Regions from separate parts of the Mus musculus genome. Here all the other regions are linked to region 1. The links are chromatin contacts, called in public HiCAR-type and HiChIP or PLAC-seq maps. All regions are on one chromosome and are shown on one strand. Each heading gives the region's core, a stretch centred on a gene start, on an enhancer-like site or on the middle of the called end of the contact. The rest is flanking DNA. Distances are from core to core; before and after follow the strand shown. Region 1 holds the start of Tmf1 (TATA element modulatory factor 1). Region 2 holds the start of Magi1 (membrane associated guanylate kinase, WW and PDZ domain containing 1). Region 3 overlaps Slc25a26 (solute carrier family 25 (mitochondrial carrier, phosphate carrier), member 26).

Evidence for each region. HiCAR-type assays count read pairs that join an accessible place to other places. HiChIP or PLAC-seq counts read pairs in DNA pulled down with a chosen protein or histone mark.
Region 2: a HiCAR-type map of astrocytes shows a contact between it and region 1, with 6 times the contacts expected there. The contact joins the promoter of Magi1 here to the promoter of Tmf1 in region 1. A contact is called at or near these places in 1 of 39 promoter capture datasets (hippocampal neurons) and 2 of 115 datasets of contacts at active chromatin or transcription factors (astrocytes and large pre-B cells).
Region 3: a contact with region 1 is called in an H3K4me3 HiChIP or PLAC-seq map of stem cell-derived neural progenitor cells, with 6 times the contacts expected there. The contact joins the enhancer-like site here to the promoter of Tmf1 in region 1. A contact is called at or near these places in 4 of 39 promoter capture datasets (the C10 cell line, cranial neural crest, hippocampal neurons and 1 more) and 3 of 115 datasets of contacts at active chromatin or transcription factors (astrocytes, large pre-B cells and stem cell-derived neural progenitor cells).

Annotation. Positions count from the first base shown.
Region 1 is chr6:97,177,828-97,180,397 of GRCm38.p6, reverse strand. It overlaps Tmf1 (TATA element modulatory factor 1), which reads left to right and starts at 1,274. Exons shown (of 17, transcript NM_001081111.2): 1 at 1,274-1,516. The coding sequence starts at 1,375.
Region 2 is chr6:94,282,618-94,285,187 of GRCm38.p6, reverse strand. Magi1 (membrane associated guanylate kinase, WW and PDZ domain containing 1) reads left to right here and starts at 1,271. Exons shown (of 24, transcript NM_001029850.4): 1 at 1,271-2,178. The coding sequence starts at 1,866. Gm31661 (a long non-coding RNA gene) reads right to left here and starts at 1,267. Exons shown (of 5, transcript XR_377886.4): 1 at 259-1,267.
Region 3 is chr6:94,591,695-94,594,264 of GRCm38.p6, reverse strand. It overlaps Slc25a26 (solute carrier family 25 (mitochondrial carrier, phosphate carrier), member 26), which reads right to left. Exons shown (of 10, transcript NM_026255.5): 7 at 1,784-1,853. Among named protein-coding and RNA genes, the nearest start is that of Mir7041, 13 kb to the left of the region's middle. Within about 2 kb of position 1,279, at least 50 of the 459 cell types and tissues checked have an H3K27ac peak or open chromatin away from gene starts, as enhancers often do. A contact at or near this core is called in stem cell-derived neural progenitor cells, where this site is marked.

The DNA of each region.
Region 1 (2,570 bases), core at 25-2,524:
TTTCTGTCATTTTAAGCCATCCTGTTAGTAGTTCTGGTAGTCCTAGGGAATGTTTTGGGGGATAAAATTACATTTCCCCTTTCCCTTCCGTCCCTCTAAACTTTTTCATAGACCTCTATTGCTCTCTCTCAAATTAAGTCTCTTTTATTAACTGTTAAGTATATAAGTGTGTATACATATGCGTTCTCAAATGCATTAATTAGTACAACCCTCAGTCTGTATGATGATTTCGGGGCTGCTCATTTGGTAGTGTGTAACCTTCCCAGGGGAAGATTTACCCCATTCCTAGCTTCGGCATTCCTTAAGTACCCGTGGTTCTTTGTGTAGGGTAGGAGTCTCTTTTCACAAAGGGCTAATGCTTGAATTAAATTTAGCCTTTAAATGCTGGTAGAAAATTTTTCTTTAGCATTATTAGAACCAAACCAAACAGCTGCTGACTGGACAAGGAAGGCCATCGACTTTAAATTTTCTCCCATGACCAAGTGTGGGAAAGAGAGCATACAAGCTGTATCTTTTAGGCAGTGTGCACAGTATGTACTGATGGGTTAATATTTTATTGCTTGCCAAGTGGCTTAACCCATCCAAACCGCTGTTACAAACTGCCATAAAGTGGCTGGCTCATAGGCTACAGAAACTTGATTTTTACTGTTCTTGTGACTGGGAGGTCCAAGACGAGCACAGCTGATGAGAGCCATCTATTTCTAGTTCATGGCTGGCGTGACCTTGGTATGTTATGCTTGAGAGGGCGTAGGCACCTCTTAATAGGGCATTCATCTCTTTCCCGTGGGTGTCACAGTCATCTCGTGACCCAGAAAGTTCCTTAAAGCCCCACCTCTTAACATAGGAGTGTGCTGATGAACGCCATTCAGATGACAGAATTAGGTTGAGAGGGAGGTGGTTTCATCTGTTAATGTTCCAGGACCTGGGGACCGTGCCCATCAAGTCAGGCATAGACATCCAGGCCAGGCGAGAACTGGCCAACTACTTTTTGAGTACCAAGATTAATAAGTGTGAGGCCTAGCCGCCGGGATTATAGCGAGGCACACGCGGCTCTGGTCGCTCCCGGAGGTCTGGGCCTCGGCGCAGATCGCGTCCCTCAGTTGAGAACGGCCATGAAGCCCAGAGGCGGCTGGTAACTAAGGGCTCCGCTCCGCTCCCGGATGTGGCTTCACGCTACCGCCTCCGTCCTTCCGTCTGGGCGGAACTCGGCTCCCGGATCTGGTGGTTGTGTACGTGGAAGGGCGGCGCATGCGCGGCGGGGCCCGGCTCAGCTGTGCGGAAGGCTCGCAGCGCCGCGCGGCCGCGGGAGGCGGTGGGGCCGGGGCCGCCGCTGAGGCCGCCGGAGCCGGCCGGAGCCGGCGCTGAGGAGGGGCCATGAGCTGGTTCAATGCCTCGCAGTTGTCCAGCTTCGCCAAGCAGGCCCTGTCCCAGGCCCAGAAGTCCATCGACAGGGTCCTGGACATCCAGGAGGAGGAGCCGAGCGCCTGGGCCGAGGCCATCCCGTACGGCGAGCCGGGTAAGCGGGTCCCGGGGTGTCGCGCCTGCCTGCCTGCCTGCTGTCGGACCCCAGTCCCGCACGCCTCGGCCCCGGTGCGGGTCCTGCTGACCTCAGGTGTCAGCTCGAGCTCTGGTCCTGGCCCCAGGCCCCTGACTACAGAGTCAGGAGCACAGCCCCAGATCCCCAATTGCTAGGCGTCTTCCGCCTTGGCGCCCTAGGTCCGAGCCTTGTAAATCCCCAGTCCCGGAGCCCCGCGGGAAGCGTTTAAGGAACACAAAAGACTTTGTTTACAAAAAGTTCACCGTCTCAAAACAACCCGAGTCAGGGATGGTAGACCCCGTGTTCTACAGAGGAGCTAACCGAAACTCAGAATGCATAACTTTCTCCAGGTGAGGCACAGTCTGTACGGGGCAGAGTCCCAAGAGAATTTGTGCTCCAAGAGTTCCCAACTGTAGCCCTTTTTGCAGCACCAGATCTTTCAGATGAACTGAAATTACTCTTTCCAGGATTATTCGGTTGCTTGTGTCTTTACGTCTAAGGGAGTCTGGAGCACTTTTCGTGTGTAGCAACAGACACTGGGGCAAACCTTTGGATGAAAGTTAACTGTGGTTTCTGGTTTTAGATGTACATTGTTGAAAACTCGGGACCTAAGTTGAATCATTGATAACGTAGTTTATGTATGACTGTAGATATATCGTGATCTTATTTCATTCTCTGTGGCACCTTGCTATTGGGAAGCTCGCCTTTTTGTGGTTGGACCCCAGAGCTGGAGTTACTAAACTTAAGATCAGATGTTTCAAATAAAAAGATACTCATTATCCCCCGCCCCGGGCGAAATCTGAGACATGGATAGTGCTGTATAATTTATTTTAGAGGGCAGGTTGTCTGAAATGGAATATGCTTTCTTGAATGCTATTTTCATTGATCATCTGTTGTGTTTTAGATTACAAAACAACATGGGTCTGAAGAATAGGAATAGTTTAAGTGGATGTGTGGTTACTATAATTTTGTACCACATTTTTCAAGAGGCAAAGTTAAACCCTGGTATCCGTGAGGATGCTAATTAGCTACC
Region 2 (2,570 bases), core at 22-2,521, 2.9 Mb after region 1:
CCCCCCCCAGTTATCAGACTGTGAAATTTTATATGCCACCATAAATTATTTACTTTGCAAGTTTCCAGTGCCTATGTATTATTTCTAACAACTCTGTGTGTGAGGTGGGGTGGGGTGGGGGTGGGGGTGGAGGAGGGGGTGGGGGTGGGGGTGGGAGTGATTGTATTCCTCCAGCCTTGGCAAGTGGAAGGTCTTCACTTAATGTTGTACTTAAGATGCCTGCGGAATCTGAACTTCAGACCTATCCTCTCGACCCACCTCAGTGACATCCTCATCTCTCTGAGTGGCTCCAACTCAGCTCCTTTTATCTAGTAGATTCTCAAGTCCGTGACCAAAGAGGAACTCATTGGAAACCACTGAAAAATAAACAAAACCGCTAGGGCCACCACTGCACTGGCTTCTTGGCGGTGGGGGCTGTTCTTTCTGTCCCGGCCTCACCAGTGCCCCGATTACTGGACCCCGCCTCTGGGCGGCGAATTCCGAGGTGGCCGGCTCGCCCACGCTTGTGCAGGACCCGCACCCTGCGGTGATCTTTACTCCCCAAAGCAGTGCTTAGGTTTCTCGGCTCTCCTAGAAGCCAAAGGGGGCTGGCCACCGCCGCCCCCTTTGCTGGAAGGACAATGAGAGGCCAGCGAGAAGTCTTAGGTAAAAAGGCCACGCTAGCTTTGGCTTTTCTCGCTCGCTGGCAGTTTTTTCCTTGTCCTAAAAAGTTGGCCCCAAAGTTTAACGATGGGAGCGTATGTGTAGGTGCGTTTGGTGGGCGCGGACAGGGATGCAGAGGGTGTGTGGGTCTTGTTGATTCGGGTCCTCAGGGTCACAGAGACAAGAGCCAGGCTCCGCATGTGGACTTGAACCCCTGGGCGGGGAGCAGGCGCGGAAATGTGGCGGAAGGCGCGTGAGCGATGGCGTGGCCAGGCACTAGCGGAGGACGAGGAGGGACCCGGGTAGGCAGCAAGAGTGTGAGCCCCGCGCTGAATTGGTCTCCCAGCCCCCACCTGTTTGAAACGATTTGCAAACACCAAAGCCAAATTCTCTGTGTTCCAAAAGTTCGAGAGCTGGAGTCGGGCAAGCACACGTGTTCCCCCAAAAGGCTCTGGCTGAGCCGACCACACTGCAAGAGGAGGAATTCTAGGGGTGCAGGGAGAGGAGCAAGTTGGCGTCAATGAAGGGTCGGCCCTAGGACCCCGCGGGAGGCGCGTTGGAATCTCTCCCTTCCAGGAGGAGGGGTGGGGCGGGCCTGCCCGCGGGCGGCCGCCGGGCGCATGCGCGCGCGTCTCCTCTCCAGCCGGCCGCTGCGCTCCGCCGCGCGGAGTAGAATGAACTGTAACAAAACAAGCCGAGCCTTTGTATCTGCTTAAAGGGGCCGCGGCCACTTCCCTCGCGTCCCCTCACCCCCGCCCCGCGCCGTCGCGTCTCCAGGGCTCCCGGCAACTAGCTTGGAAAGGGCTTCCCTCGCGCTGAGGAGCGGCCGGCCGGCGCGGAGCAGGCGCGGCGTGTGTGGAGAGAGCCGCGGAGCGGAGAGCGGGCCCGGGCGGCGCCGGAGTGGACTCTGGTCCCGGGAGCGCGGTCGGCGCCGGAACGCGGACCCGGAGGCACCGGAATGCAAACAAAGCTCGCGGGCGCCCGTGCAGGGCTCTTCACGGAGCCCGGAAAGTTTGTTTTATGATGGCTTGAGAGCGCGAGAGAGTCGGGCGAGGAGGCTCGAGTAGCTCGCTCCCGCGCTCCGAGAGATGCTTCTCCCGTGAGCCCGCCGCTCCGGGGGCTCGTGCTGTGGGGGCACCTGTCTCTCGTTTTAGCAGTTTTCTTTTCTTTTTCTTTTTTTCTTTAATTTGAATTTTGTTTTCGAGGAGGGGCTGTAACTCATCATGTCGAAAGTGATCCAGAAGAAGAACCACTGGACTGGCCGCGTTCACGAGTGCACCGTGAAGCGGGGACCCCAGGGCGAGCTGGGGGTGACGGTCCTGGGGGGCGCGGAGCATGGGGAGTTTCCGTACGTGGGGGCGGTGGCGGCGGCCGAGGCGGCGGGGCTTCCCGGCGGTGGCGAGGGGCCGAAGCTGGCCGAAGGTGAGCTGCTGCTGGAGGTGCAGGGGGTCCGGGTGTCCGGCTTGCCCCGCTATGACGTGCTGGGAGTCATCGACAGCTGCAAGGAGGCCGTCACCTTCAAAGCCGTCAGACAAGGTAAGACGGGGCGTGCCTTTGGGGGGCGCACCCCGAAAAAGAGGGGAGGCCTGAGGGGGCGCCGTTTGCTCCGAGTGCTGTGAGCCAAAGTTGAGGCCCGGACCAGATGCACTCAAAGTTGTGAGGTTGTGGGCTGTGCGCCCACCTGCGTGGCGGGCTGGGGCCGGGGTTGCGCCGGGAAGCGGGGAGATGCTTCCCAGGTCTGGTTTGCCAACTTCTAGGTCGTAGCCACCTAGTGCTGCGCAGCCTCGCCTTCACCTTAAGGCAGATGGGGAACTGAGGGAGGCTAAGGTGGACGCTTCCCCCAGCCCCTTACGGGATGGATGAGCTCACGGAGCTGGTGGCTTGCCACTGCCTGTTTCCCTGAACTGGAGAGTGGGTCGTGGAAGGAG
Region 3 (2,570 bases), core at 30-2,529, 2.6 Mb after region 1:
CTGCATCCCTTCAGGGAGGAGTGAGTATTGCTATGCTACGGATCAGAGAACTGGTGCTCAGAGAGCCCAACATCTTCTCCAGGAACTGGGGCCAAACCAGAGACTCAGCCACTTGTCAGACAGAAAGCCCAGCCTAGGTTCCAGACACTATCCCAGCCCAGCCTCACGGCAGCCTTAGTGAACTACCACCTTCTGATGGTAGGTTCTCACTACAGAGGTAGTGTGACAGAAACTGTCCCCTTTGACAAATGTGTCATGCAAAGGGGACTGTATTGAAAGCCATTTCCCAAACACATAGTATCAATGTATCTGCATGTGAATCTCTGCTCTCATGGTGTGGGGTCTCTATCGGAACATGCTTATCCCTTACTTGAAGATGGACAAGTTTTAGAGCAGTGGTTTTCAATGTGAGGGTCGAATGACCCTTCTCAGGGGTCACCTAAGACCATCAGAAAACCACAGATATCCACTTTATATCCATAACAGTAGAAAAATTACAGTTATAAAGTAGCAACAAAAACAGTTTTATGGGGTGGGGGTGGGGGTCATAAGGAACTGTAATGAAGGGTCAGAGCACTAGGCTGGCTGAGAACCACTGTTTGAAAGTATTCAACTCCAAGAAGTGGCTTTCCTTGACCAGGGCAACTAAATTCCCATAACGTTTACTTAGTGTTCTGCATCCAACACCACCCCCACCATCCCCTGGTCCCTTGACCAATTCAAGCAGACAGTCAACAAAAATAAACTTCTCTAAAGGGCTAGGTAGCAAACCTAACCTCTGGAAAATGAATTAAGACCACCTCCTCCTCTAACCGAGCCACAGACGATCCGGGTATGGAAGCTATTACCCTCCCCATCTGTGTGTGCTGATACCCCATCTCCAGGGAAAGTGCTTAGTTTTGGTGATTACTTCCACAACTTAAATAGATTTAAATTATTAACAAAGGAACCTATAAAATGTATGACTTCTACTGCCCTAATCAGTACATGGAAATAAATAAATCCAACAATTGATATAGAACTTGGAAAACAATCATTTTCCCCTAAAGTTGCTGATCTTCCAACCTACCTGTCCATCTGTTCACCAGCATTGCCTCTAAACCCCTTACAATTCTCTGGCCAAGTTCCATTTGCTTTACTGCAACTGCAGCTACCTGCATTTCTCTTTCTCTTAGGGGCTGAACTTACCACTTACTACATCCTTTAAAGCACCAGTGTTCTCGGGACTTCATGATAGGCAGCATGGTACTGCACACTGCACTCTGCTCTTGCTTTAATGTCTCCAGAATGCCCAGATGTTCACAAGGCTGTATTTCCTGCTCCATGCAGTTCAGCCTGCAGGAAGCTGTGGAGTGGCCCCTGCTCTCCCAATAGTAATTAATCTCCCGCACTGTCAAACATGTCACATGGGCTGTGAATCTCGGATCACCCACAACACTGCTCCTAGCAGACAGCTGTGCAGCACACCCCCACTCCCACAGAGTGCTTTATAAATTATCCTTAAGATAATCCAAGGGCCCGAGTGAGGCTTTAATAAAGATAAAAAGAGAGAGAAAAATTTGTCAAAGACAAATTGGTTGTCATTGAAGCAGACACCTCTAACGGGTTTTTTTTTTCCCCTCTAAGATAATTCTTTTCGTAAATAGCAGTGAAGCTGTCTTCATCTAACGATCTGGAATTCCTGAGGAATGCTGTTTTGCACAGCTAGCATTTTCACATTCACGTCCCCCCCCCCCACACACACACACTCCGGTCTCTCCCAGTACAATATAATCCCTTGCACCTGCAAAAGCTCCGCAGACTGCTGACTGCCAAGAATCCACCACATGACCCCGCCGCCACGCCCAGAGGGCCTGTGTGGAAGGAGAAAGAAAAATACAAGTTATTCCATCTTGGAGTTTATCAGAACCTGCTGTGGGTTTAGCTTGGGATGGAACTTAAGTGAGAATCTATTTTGGAAGCATTCCTCAATGGTGACATAAGTGACTTTCCCAAGGATTTAACAGCATTCTAAAATTAGTCAAAAAAGTACGGGTGGCAGCTACATTACGGTTCTCAAAGGAAGCATTTTCAAGGACGATTTCATACCCACAAGGTAAAATAAAGATAACAAATTTATGACAATGAAATATTTTGCATATTTCCCATATAACTCTAAGCATATAATACAATACTTTATAATTATTCCAGAACAATATATGTCAACTTCCTTAGTTCTTTTCAAAGTCCTTATCCATAACCCACCTTTGGAAGATACTAGCTGTTACCTGTGCGCTACTTTAATTGAAGGGGTGGAACATGTTTTGAGACAGGGGCTAACAATAGTCCAGGCTACCCCCAAACCCAGGATCATGCTTCCTCAGATACCTAGTGCTAGGATTGCAGGTGTGTGCCACCGTGCCCAGCATCAATTTAAATTACTGAAAGCATGTTTATGCTGTTCACACAATAAGCTGGAATCATGCAAACACCACAGCAGGTGTGAGCTGGGGAACATGGTAGACAGTGTTTTGCTCGTTGAACACTTACTGCCTGGTATTATCATGGACTCTAACCCTCTGCAACTGCAA